Regions from separate parts of the Mus musculus genome. Here all the other regions are linked to region 3. A link is a contact called in public ChIA-PET and promoter capture Hi-C data. All regions are on one chromosome and are shown on one strand. Each heading gives the region's core, a stretch centred on a gene start, on an enhancer-like site or on the middle of the called end of the contact. The rest is flanking DNA. Distances are from core to core; before and after follow the strand shown. Region 1 overlaps Mmp25 (matrix metallopeptidase 25). Region 2 has its middle 20 kb from the start of Zscan10. Region 3 holds the start of 1520401A03Rik (elastin).

Region 1 (2,700 bases), core at 155-2,654, 90 kb after region 3:
GAGGGGGGACACCGTCTGCAACATCCATGGCTAGAAAGTTGTGTCCTCAGTGGGGATGTCACACATGAGTGGACCCTATGTTGGAAAAGGTTTTGGGAAGTAAGCAGAATTTAAAACAACAGGTTTTGGAAAGCACTGAGGACACATCAAGTAGTTCTGCATCCTAGAAATGGTCCTGGATGCATGAGGAGATGGAGTGGAGAAAGGCAAAGTGGTGGGAGTAGACAAAGTCTAGGGAAGAGAATATGGGGGCGATGGCGGAGGGCTAGATCTGAGGGAGGTTGGAGCAGGCCCAGATTGTGATCTCTAGTTCTGGTGCCAGGGAGGATGACATGGTCCAGGTTCAGCTCAGCATCCTACAAGACTGATACTATTAGATAGGGTCGTTGGAGAGGAAGCAGTAGGTGGGCAGAAAGTGCAGGTAGCACAGAGCATAAACATCCTCTTTAGAACCTGCATCCCTGGGGCTGGTGAGGTGGTGCAGAGGTTAAGAACACTGGCTTCTCTTTTGTAGGACCTGGGTTCAATTCCTAGCACCCACATGGCAGCTCATAACTTTGTGTAACTTTATTTCCAGGGTTGCCAACACTCTCACCCAGACACACATGCAGAACTTGGACTCCTAGTTCTGTCCCTGGTCAGGTTTCCCAGAAGTTGAGGTTCAGGTGGAAATTATTTTCTTCCCTTGTCCTCTCTGATTCCTGCACCGAACCCCCATTTTTTTCCCTCTTGTATTTTTTGTTTCCAGACAGAAAAATTTCTTCTTTCCTTCCTTCCTTCCTTCCTTCCTTCCTTCCTTCCTTCCTTCCTTCCTTCCTTCCTTCCTTCCTTCCTTCCTCCCTGCCTCCCTCCTTCCCTCCTTCCCTCCCTCCCTTCCTTGAGACAGGGTTTCTCTACCTAGCCCTGGCTGTTCTACTCTCTATAGACTAGACTAGGCTTGAACTCCACATGTCTGCCTCCCCGGGGGCTGGGATTAAAGGTGTGCGCCACGACCTCTCCCTGCCAGATAGAAATTCTTTTTTTTTTTTTTTTTTAGTCACAAACCAATTATTTAATAGAAGCTATAAAATAATTGGGAAGAATATTTAGAATATCTCAAAAGATTTAAAATAGGAGGACACTTTACAAAAAGTCGCATAGGAAATAAAATTCCTCAGCTATATGTAGAAATGTAACATTACAGGGGAGCTTATAAAATACAAAGACAAGTATAAAAGGACTGTGTACTCTAAATCCAAAAACTTAATAATAACCAAATACTTAGTTTTAAAATGTACAGTTCCTGGGTATGGACCACATTATTATACACATCTTCCAAGACAGCAAGCATTATCCTTCAGTTAATCATGTGTGGTATCGTCTTCTACAAAATCTTTGGCCATCTCTGCTGTGATCACATCAATATGACTAACCTTGTTTCTGAACTTTACACCATAGAATTTGTCAGCTGACTCAAGCAGTTCAGGCCTAAAAGTAGTAGTAATAACAGATAGAAATTCTTAAGCAAGTAAATTCTCAGGGGCAAAGGTAGCAGGAGAGAGAAGTGATACAGCTGAGCAAGGATGTGGGCCAGCTCTTCTCAGTCCTGTCCAGTCGGTCGTGTGCTGTGTTGGGGTAGGATGACCGGGAGGAGACAGCTAGGTCTGGTGCCCAGGCTCTGTGGAGCACTTGCTGTAAGGAAGTAGTATCCAGCAACACTGTGAGGCTCGGGATGCAGGCTGTGCAGACCTGGCAAGTGCTCTGTTACTGAGCCACACACATCTCCAGTGCAAATAGGTCAGCTTCGAAGCTGACTCAGTTCAGCTTCCGCCACTGCGATAAGTGCAGATGACATTGCCTTCTTGCACTGCTTCCTCAGCTAGAGATGAAGTAAGGAGAGTGTCCGGTGGCTCGTTTCCTTCTTACTTGTGCACACTGGTCTGGGGACAGGGATCAGCAAGGCTGCCCAGAAGAAATGGGAGAATTTGAAAGTCAAGAAAAGAGCAGTGGAGAGCCTCAAAGTTAAGAAGTAGTGGCACTTGAAGGCAAAGGCAGGGTGATCCATACAGGTGACCAGCCGGTGAACAATCTCGAGAGTTCTGGGCCAGCAAGCAAGAGACACGGTCTAGAACAAGACCCCAAACCTAAAACAATGGAGGTAGGGAGAAAACAGGAAGTAGTTAGACATTGCCACACCACAAACAAATATTAACTGGCTAGGATTTGGTTATGTGGGGACAAGTGACCTTTCTGCGCCTGTAAATCACATCTCCATGGATGTGAGGATCCCAAAGTAGAGTTTTGTGTGAGAAGAATCGAGAAAGTGGAGGCTGTGATCACCGAATGGCCAAGAAGCAAGGGCAGAACCTAGTGTGGCTGGAATCCTGGCAGCCAGGTCCAGAGAGTGTTTCAGGATGATGTGTTTAAGCATTTACCACTGAGTCTGTCGAAAGAAGGATGGATGTGGAGGCATATAGAGAAAGAGAGTGCACGGGTGATGCAAACTTTTAATCCCAGCATTTGGCAGACAGAGGCAGGCAGATCTCTGTGTGGTGACAATTTTGAAATTTTTTTAAAAAACAAAACCACAGAAATAATACAAGAACATGTTTCCGTTTTAACCCCAGGTGGGGATACAGGGCTGCTTCAGACTGTCCACAGCAGTTCACCATGGTTTGCCTCCTGCTCTAGCAGGAGCGTGATTTTGCCAGCTACAGACAG
Region 2 (2,700 bases), core at 142-2,641, 110 kb after region 3:
CTGGGCATGCTCAGGAGGACTTAGTGGGCTGGGGAATTGGGCAGGAAAAGGGATCTAACCTGGATGTTCCTGGTAGAGAGATGGCCTGACAATGGAGCTTGGGGAAGTAGGGGACAGCATGCGGCTCAGAGCATTCTCGTGTCTTCTAAAGCACTAACAACAATAGTCTTGTGCCTCTGCTCTCACTGGCTTGACCTTGCGCTTTTGCGGATGAGCAGAGCTACAGTGAACTCATCTGTACAGTGGAGTGGCCGTGTGCAGAAGCCAGCCTTTCGCAGCTCTCTTTCCCCTTCTTCTGCTCCTCCCTTCTTCCCATCCCTCTTCCTCAGTGCTCCCCGAGCCTTAGTCTGGGGCTAGGGAGGAGCACCACTTGAGTCTCAGCATTAACTGCTGCCCATTGTCCTGAGAAGCTTCTCAATACTGTGAGTTAACAGTATTGTTTTCTTCTCTCTGGCCTATGGGTTTCTGAGCCATGGGCTTTTAAAACCAGATTTATGGGTGTAGTGGTGCAGCACTTTCTTCCGGTAAAATCCACCGTGAAGAAGAAAGAACATCAGGAGCTAAGGTTTAGTTTAAACCTGTAGTGGCTGCTTGGAAAATGAAGATGCTCTTAAAAAAACAAGAAGAAAAAAAAAAAAGAAAGAAAGAAAAGAAAAGAAAAGAAAAGAAAAGAAAAGGAAGATGCAGACTCCAGATTGGAGGCTTATGTGTTTGTCATGCAAAGGCAGCAGACTAAAGGAGAGACGTGACTGCCCTGAGCAGTGACTGAAAACTGTAAGCCCTGGAACAGATTTGTGGAAGACGAGGGACATCTAAGCATTCCATATTGGAAGAAGAGACTTTGTTTTTGTTTGTTTTTTCGAGACAGGGTTTCTCTGCATATCCCTGGCTGTCCTGGAACTCACTCTCTAGACCAGACTGGCCTCGAACTCAGAAATCTGCCTGCCTCTGCCTCCCAAGTGCTGGGATTAAAGGCAAGTGCCACCAAGCCAGGCCTAAGAAGAGACTTTTATACATGAAAAAAAAATGCCTTTGTTTAGTAAATCACACAAAAATCCAGCAGAAATTGTCAAAATTCTGAAAGACAACCTGGCCGTTTTGGAAAAGCAAGACAAAAAGACAGATAATGCTTCATCAGAAGTGACAAGATCTCTGTAAGCAATGAAGGAAATTCTGTGTGGAATAAATGACAAGGACCCCACCCCCACCCCCAGAAGCAGTGGCTCAGCTGGCACAGGAGCTCCACAGCAGGGGGTTGCTGGTGACACCAAAAAAAGATGTGATCCAGATAGTCAACAACATCCTGAGAAGACAGATTGGTACCTGGTGTCCTACTGTGGAGTGCGTCAGTTCTCATCTTCACATCCTGTTTATGCTTCTCAAAGGCTGTAAAGGCCCACAGGTTGCCTTACAGTGTGGTTGTGGATTACGCTGAGAGAGTGTTTTCAACATGAGCCACTTGTCAAGTCGTCCTCTTCTCTAATCAGTCAGAGACTTCAAGTGCGTGGCGCTGTCCACATCTGATATCGCTTCAGATGCCGTTGCTACTCTCAAGGATTTGTTAACCAGATACAAAGTGATGGTAGCAGACTTCTTAGAAGAATTATGACACTATTTTTGAAGATGATGAGAAACTGCTGCAGTCTGAGAACTCCGTGACAAAGAGACAATCTTTAAAGTTGCTCGTTGAGCTGATCCTGAATTGCCACAATTTCACCATTATGACTCAGGTATATCAACAAGCTGGAGAACCTGAGACCGATGATGAACCTGCTTCTAGACAAAAGCCCAAACCTCCAAGTAAAAGCCTTTCACGTCTTTAAGGTGTTTGTGGCCAGCCCTCACAAAATGCAGCCTATCGAGGAGATTCTGTTAAAAAATCAGCCCAATTCCTGCAGGGAGATTCCTGCTTGCATGTTGAAAGGACTATTTTTAACAATGGAGAAGAAAAGCTGAGACATGATGAGAAAAGCTGCTGAAGCATCCCAAACCTTGGAAATCAAGCAACTACTGGCTGTTGCCTTCTCACCTTCAAGTGAAAGACAACAATTGTGAGGATACTTCCACACCAGGCTCAAGGACCAGGCAACAATTGGACTGAGCATGGGGACCCCAATGGAGAAGTTAGAAGAAGAACTGAAGGAGCTGAAGGGGTTTGCAACACCATAGGAAGAACAACAGTATCAACCAACGAGACACCACAGAGCTCCCAGGGACTAAACCAATGAATACACATGGAGACACCCAGGGTTGCAGTTGCATGTGTAGCAAAGGATGGCCTGATCTGGCATTAATGGGAGGAGAAGCCCTTGGTCCTGTGAAGGCTTGATGCCCCAGCATAGGGGAATACTAAGACAGTGAAGCAGGAGTGGGTGGGTGGGTGGGGGAGCACGCTCATAGAAGCAGGGAGGAGGGGGGCAGAAAAGGGAGTTTTTTGAGGGGAAACAGGGAAGGAGGATACAGAGTGAGTTCCAGAACAGCCAGGGCTACACAAAGAAACACTGTCTTGAAAGAAAAAAAAAATTGAAATGTAAATAAATAGTGGCTATCAAAAAAAAAAAAAAAAAAAATCAGCCCAAACTCAATGAGTTTCTGAGCAGCTTCCAGAAAGCAAGGACAGATGATGGGAAGTTGGCTGATGAGAAGCACCACCCGATTAAACAGATTTGAGACTTGAAGAGAGCAGCCCCGCAAGGATGG
Region 3 (2,700 bases), core at 128-2,627:
AAGTGTCCATTTTAGGGGAAGCCACAATGTATCAAAGGAGCCACACCTAACCTCTAGTAGTAGCTAGATCAAATTACTACTTAGGTTAAGTACTTAAGAGGCTTGCTGGAAGGCCCTCTTGTTATGGATCTATTTACTTCAAGAATCCCATCCCAGAGGTGGCCTTTAGCTTAGTGATAGAGTACATGCCTGGCACCATCAGCGTCCTGCATTTGATGCCCACCCTAAGAAAAAAAAAAACAAATCCCATCCCAGGTCTTCTGTAAGGATCCACGATCATGCTTGTTAATTAAACCTACAGTCTTGAAGGGGACGTGGGTGGGGGAGGTAAGAGTACTTGCTGCCCTTCCAAAGGACCAGGTTTGATTCCCTGACACACAAGCGTCTGTAACTCCAATTCCAAAGGGATCTGACACCCTTTTCTGACCTATGTGGGCACTAGGCACAAACAGACAAAAATACACATGCATTAAAAAGAGTAAAAACTTTTTTTTTTTAAAGGAAGAAGGAATACAGTCTCCATGCCTAGCACCTGGGAGTCCATCACCTTCTGTTTCAGCCAGAGAGACCATTCCCTCTCAATGCCATTTTCATTTCAACATCACTGGTCATTTACATTCTAATACCTCTGGCCTGGTCAAACAGCTTTTATGGGGTGAGAAGGGTTGGTAGTGGAGTCCCGGCTGAGTACAGAGTGTCCCTGAGCCACTGGGTTTCCAGGGACCTCACCCTCTTACTGAGCTGTACCCATCTGTTGACCACCATCTAGCGTTAGACTGTGAGTTTCTCCCGTGCAGGGCCACTGCTGAATCCGTTCGGTAGGCGAGGGGGAACTCTGACAAACCATTGCGTAAACAGGCTGTCACCCGGGGGTGGAGGGGCTCTTCCCAGAGAGCCGCGGGAGAAAGAGAGGCAGTGCTGGAAAAGGAGCGCCCAATGGGAAGGGACAGGGGACCCGCGGGAGTAGGCGGGGCGTGGGCGACAGCGCTGACCTGGAGTCATCCGAGGGCTAGTCCGGCCCGTGACAGACACGGAGGGGTGGGGCTGCTGCAGGGGGGTGGGGGGGTGACCGGATACTGAGAAGAGGCCGGAGGGCAGTCGCGGGGCGCAGCGCGGCAGGAGCGCGGGCCAGGGCGCCGGCGGAAGAGCGGCGCAACCGGGAGATCTCACCCGGGTGTGGGCTCACCTGGGGAGGCTGGGCGTGGCGCAGCGTGGCGCAGCGTGGCGCAGCAGCGAGGTCCCAGGTTCCGGGTCGGCGGGGGCCGCTGGGGACCTCACAGAGGCCAGGCAGGCCGGGGTCGGGCAGCGGGGCCTCTGGACACCGGGACGAAGCACCCTCCAAGAAGGGGAACCGCCCGTGAACGCGCGCGGAGCCAGCTCGCGCCAAAAATTCCAAACCGGCCTCGAGGCCCCGCCCAGGCTCGCCCGTGGTCCCGCCCCCGCCTGGTGCAGCGGGTCTAGCGCCCGGGGCATTGGCCCCGCCTCGCGTCTTGCGTGCGCACCGAGGTCTCCCCGCCTCCGAAGTTTGCCGGAGCGCTCTCACTGCGCAGACGCAACTCTTCGAGGCCTATTGCGGCGGGAACGATCCTTGGCCCCTCTCTGTCGGTATTTGTCGGCCTTCACACTATGGTCCCCACACCAGCTGCTCTCTATTGGCTGCCTTAATATTCGTGTCCATAAAAGGGGCAGGTAAGGGCCCTGCAGCCAAGTGGCATCTCCTCAAGGAGTTGCCACTGGGGACAGCACAAGCGAATGTCCCACTACTTATAATCTTATGCATATTCAGACACCGGTCTTCATCATCCCAGGATAGCGATTGGTAGCGCCTGTTCTAAGACGGTGGAGTCTCCTTGTAAATAGGCTGTCTGAGGCCGATTCTTACATCCTTTAGCTCAGAACCTTGTGCTCAACTGACTCCTCTCAGTCACTTCCTGGCCTCACAACCTCTGGTACATGATGGGTTGTCACTTTTCTTCTAAACGTGGAGCCGAGGAACCTAGGACAATTTCTTTAAAGAAGGTCTGCACAGAACAAAGTGGGGTGGAGCTTGCTTCATGGAGAAAGGGACCTTTATTGATTTCAACTAGAAGTGAAAAATCATGCTTTATAGCCAATCTCTCTAAAATGCTCCTGCAATCTCTTGGAACAACAGTGGGAAGGAAGGCCAGGCCCTACTTAAGCCTGAGATCAAGAGCTGGGGTACCGCCCACCTCCAAGCCCTTCCCTTTGCTTTAGTGACTTTGAGAGCCAGAACAGTTGTGACTTGGTCTAGTCCTTGTTGAGAACCCTAGACAGGTCCCTCTCCAACTATTTAGAGCTATTTTCTGCCAGCTCCGTTTTCTGGACAGGCCTCCCCTTCTTCCAACCATTTATTCCTCAAAGTCTAATTCATAATGATTAAAACACACTAACACACACACAGTAACAAAAAACAAAACAAAACAAAACAAACAAACAAACAAAAAACTGCACTGGTACATGTCTATACCCCAAGCACAGAGGCGGCTGAGGCAGAAAGGTCACATGAGCCTAGGAATTGGAGGCCAGTGGGTACTATAACAATATTCCTGGGGCTGGAGAGATGGCTCAGTGGTTAAGAGCACTGACTGTTCTTCCAGAGGTCCTGAATTCAATTCCCAGAAACCACATGGTGGCTCACAGCCATCTGTAATGCCTTCTTCTGGTGTGCCTGAAGACAAC

Evidence for each region. Promoter capture Hi-C pulls out the DNA fragments that hold promoters and counts their contacts. ChIA-PET counts read pairs in DNA pulled down with a chosen protein or histone mark.
Region 1: a promoter capture Hi-C map of hematopoietic stem and progenitor cells shows a contact between it and region 3. The contact joins the enhancer-like site here to the promoter of 1520401A03Rik in region 3. A contact is called at or near these places in 19 of 39 promoter capture datasets (the 3T3-L1 cell line, 3T3-L1-derived adipocytes, the C10 cell line and 10 more), 2 of 484 Hi-C or Micro-C datasets (embryonic stem cells and nephron progenitors), 7 of 115 datasets of contacts at active chromatin or transcription factors (the SCID.adh cell line, embryonic stem cells, epiblast stem cells and 2 more) and 3 of 9 other capture datasets (adipose tissue, liver and pancreatic islet).
Region 2: a contact with region 3 is called in an RNA polymerase II ChIA-PET map of memory CD8 T cells, with 8 read pairs. The contact joins the enhancer-like site here to the promoter of 1520401A03Rik in region 3. A contact is called at or near these places in 19 of 39 promoter capture datasets (the 3T3-L1 cell line, the C10 cell line, the HPC-7 cell line and 10 more), 1 of 15 datasets of contacts at CTCF or cohesin (the NIH/3T3 cell line), 1 of 484 Hi-C or Micro-C datasets (embryonic stem cells), 8 of 115 datasets of contacts at active chromatin or transcription factors (the SCID.adh cell line, embryonic stem cells, epiblast stem cells and 3 more) and 3 of 9 other capture datasets (adipose tissue, liver and pancreatic islet).

The regions. Positions count from the first base shown.
Region 1 is chr17:23,635,380-23,638,079 of GRCm38.p6, reverse strand. All of the region lies in intron 4 of Mmp25 (matrix metallopeptidase 25), which reads left to right. Among named protein-coding and RNA genes, the nearest start is that of Mmp25, 8.5 kb to the left of the region's middle. Within about 2 kb of position 1,404, at least 12 of the 459 cell types and tissues checked have an H3K27ac peak or open chromatin away from gene starts, as enhancers often do. A contact at or near this core is called in hematopoietic stem and progenitor cells, where this site is marked.
Region 2 is chr17:23,619,227-23,621,926 of GRCm38.p6, reverse strand. It overlaps the pseudogene Gm7912. Among named protein-coding and RNA genes, the nearest start is that of Zscan10, 20 kb to the right of the region's middle. Within about 2 kb of position 1,391, at least 22 of the 459 cell types and tissues checked have an H3K27ac peak or open chromatin away from gene starts, as enhancers often do. A contact at or near this core is called in memory CD8 T cells, where this site is marked.
Region 3 is chr17:23,725,128-23,727,827 of GRCm38.p6, reverse strand. It overlaps 1520401A03Rik (elastin), which reads left to right and starts at 1,377. Exons shown (of 41, transcript XM_017317755.2): 1 at 1,377-1,689. It overlaps Pkmyt1 (protein kinase, membrane associated tyrosine/threonine 1), which reads right to left and starts at 1,492. Exons shown (of 8, transcript NM_023058.3): 1 at 1,187-1,492.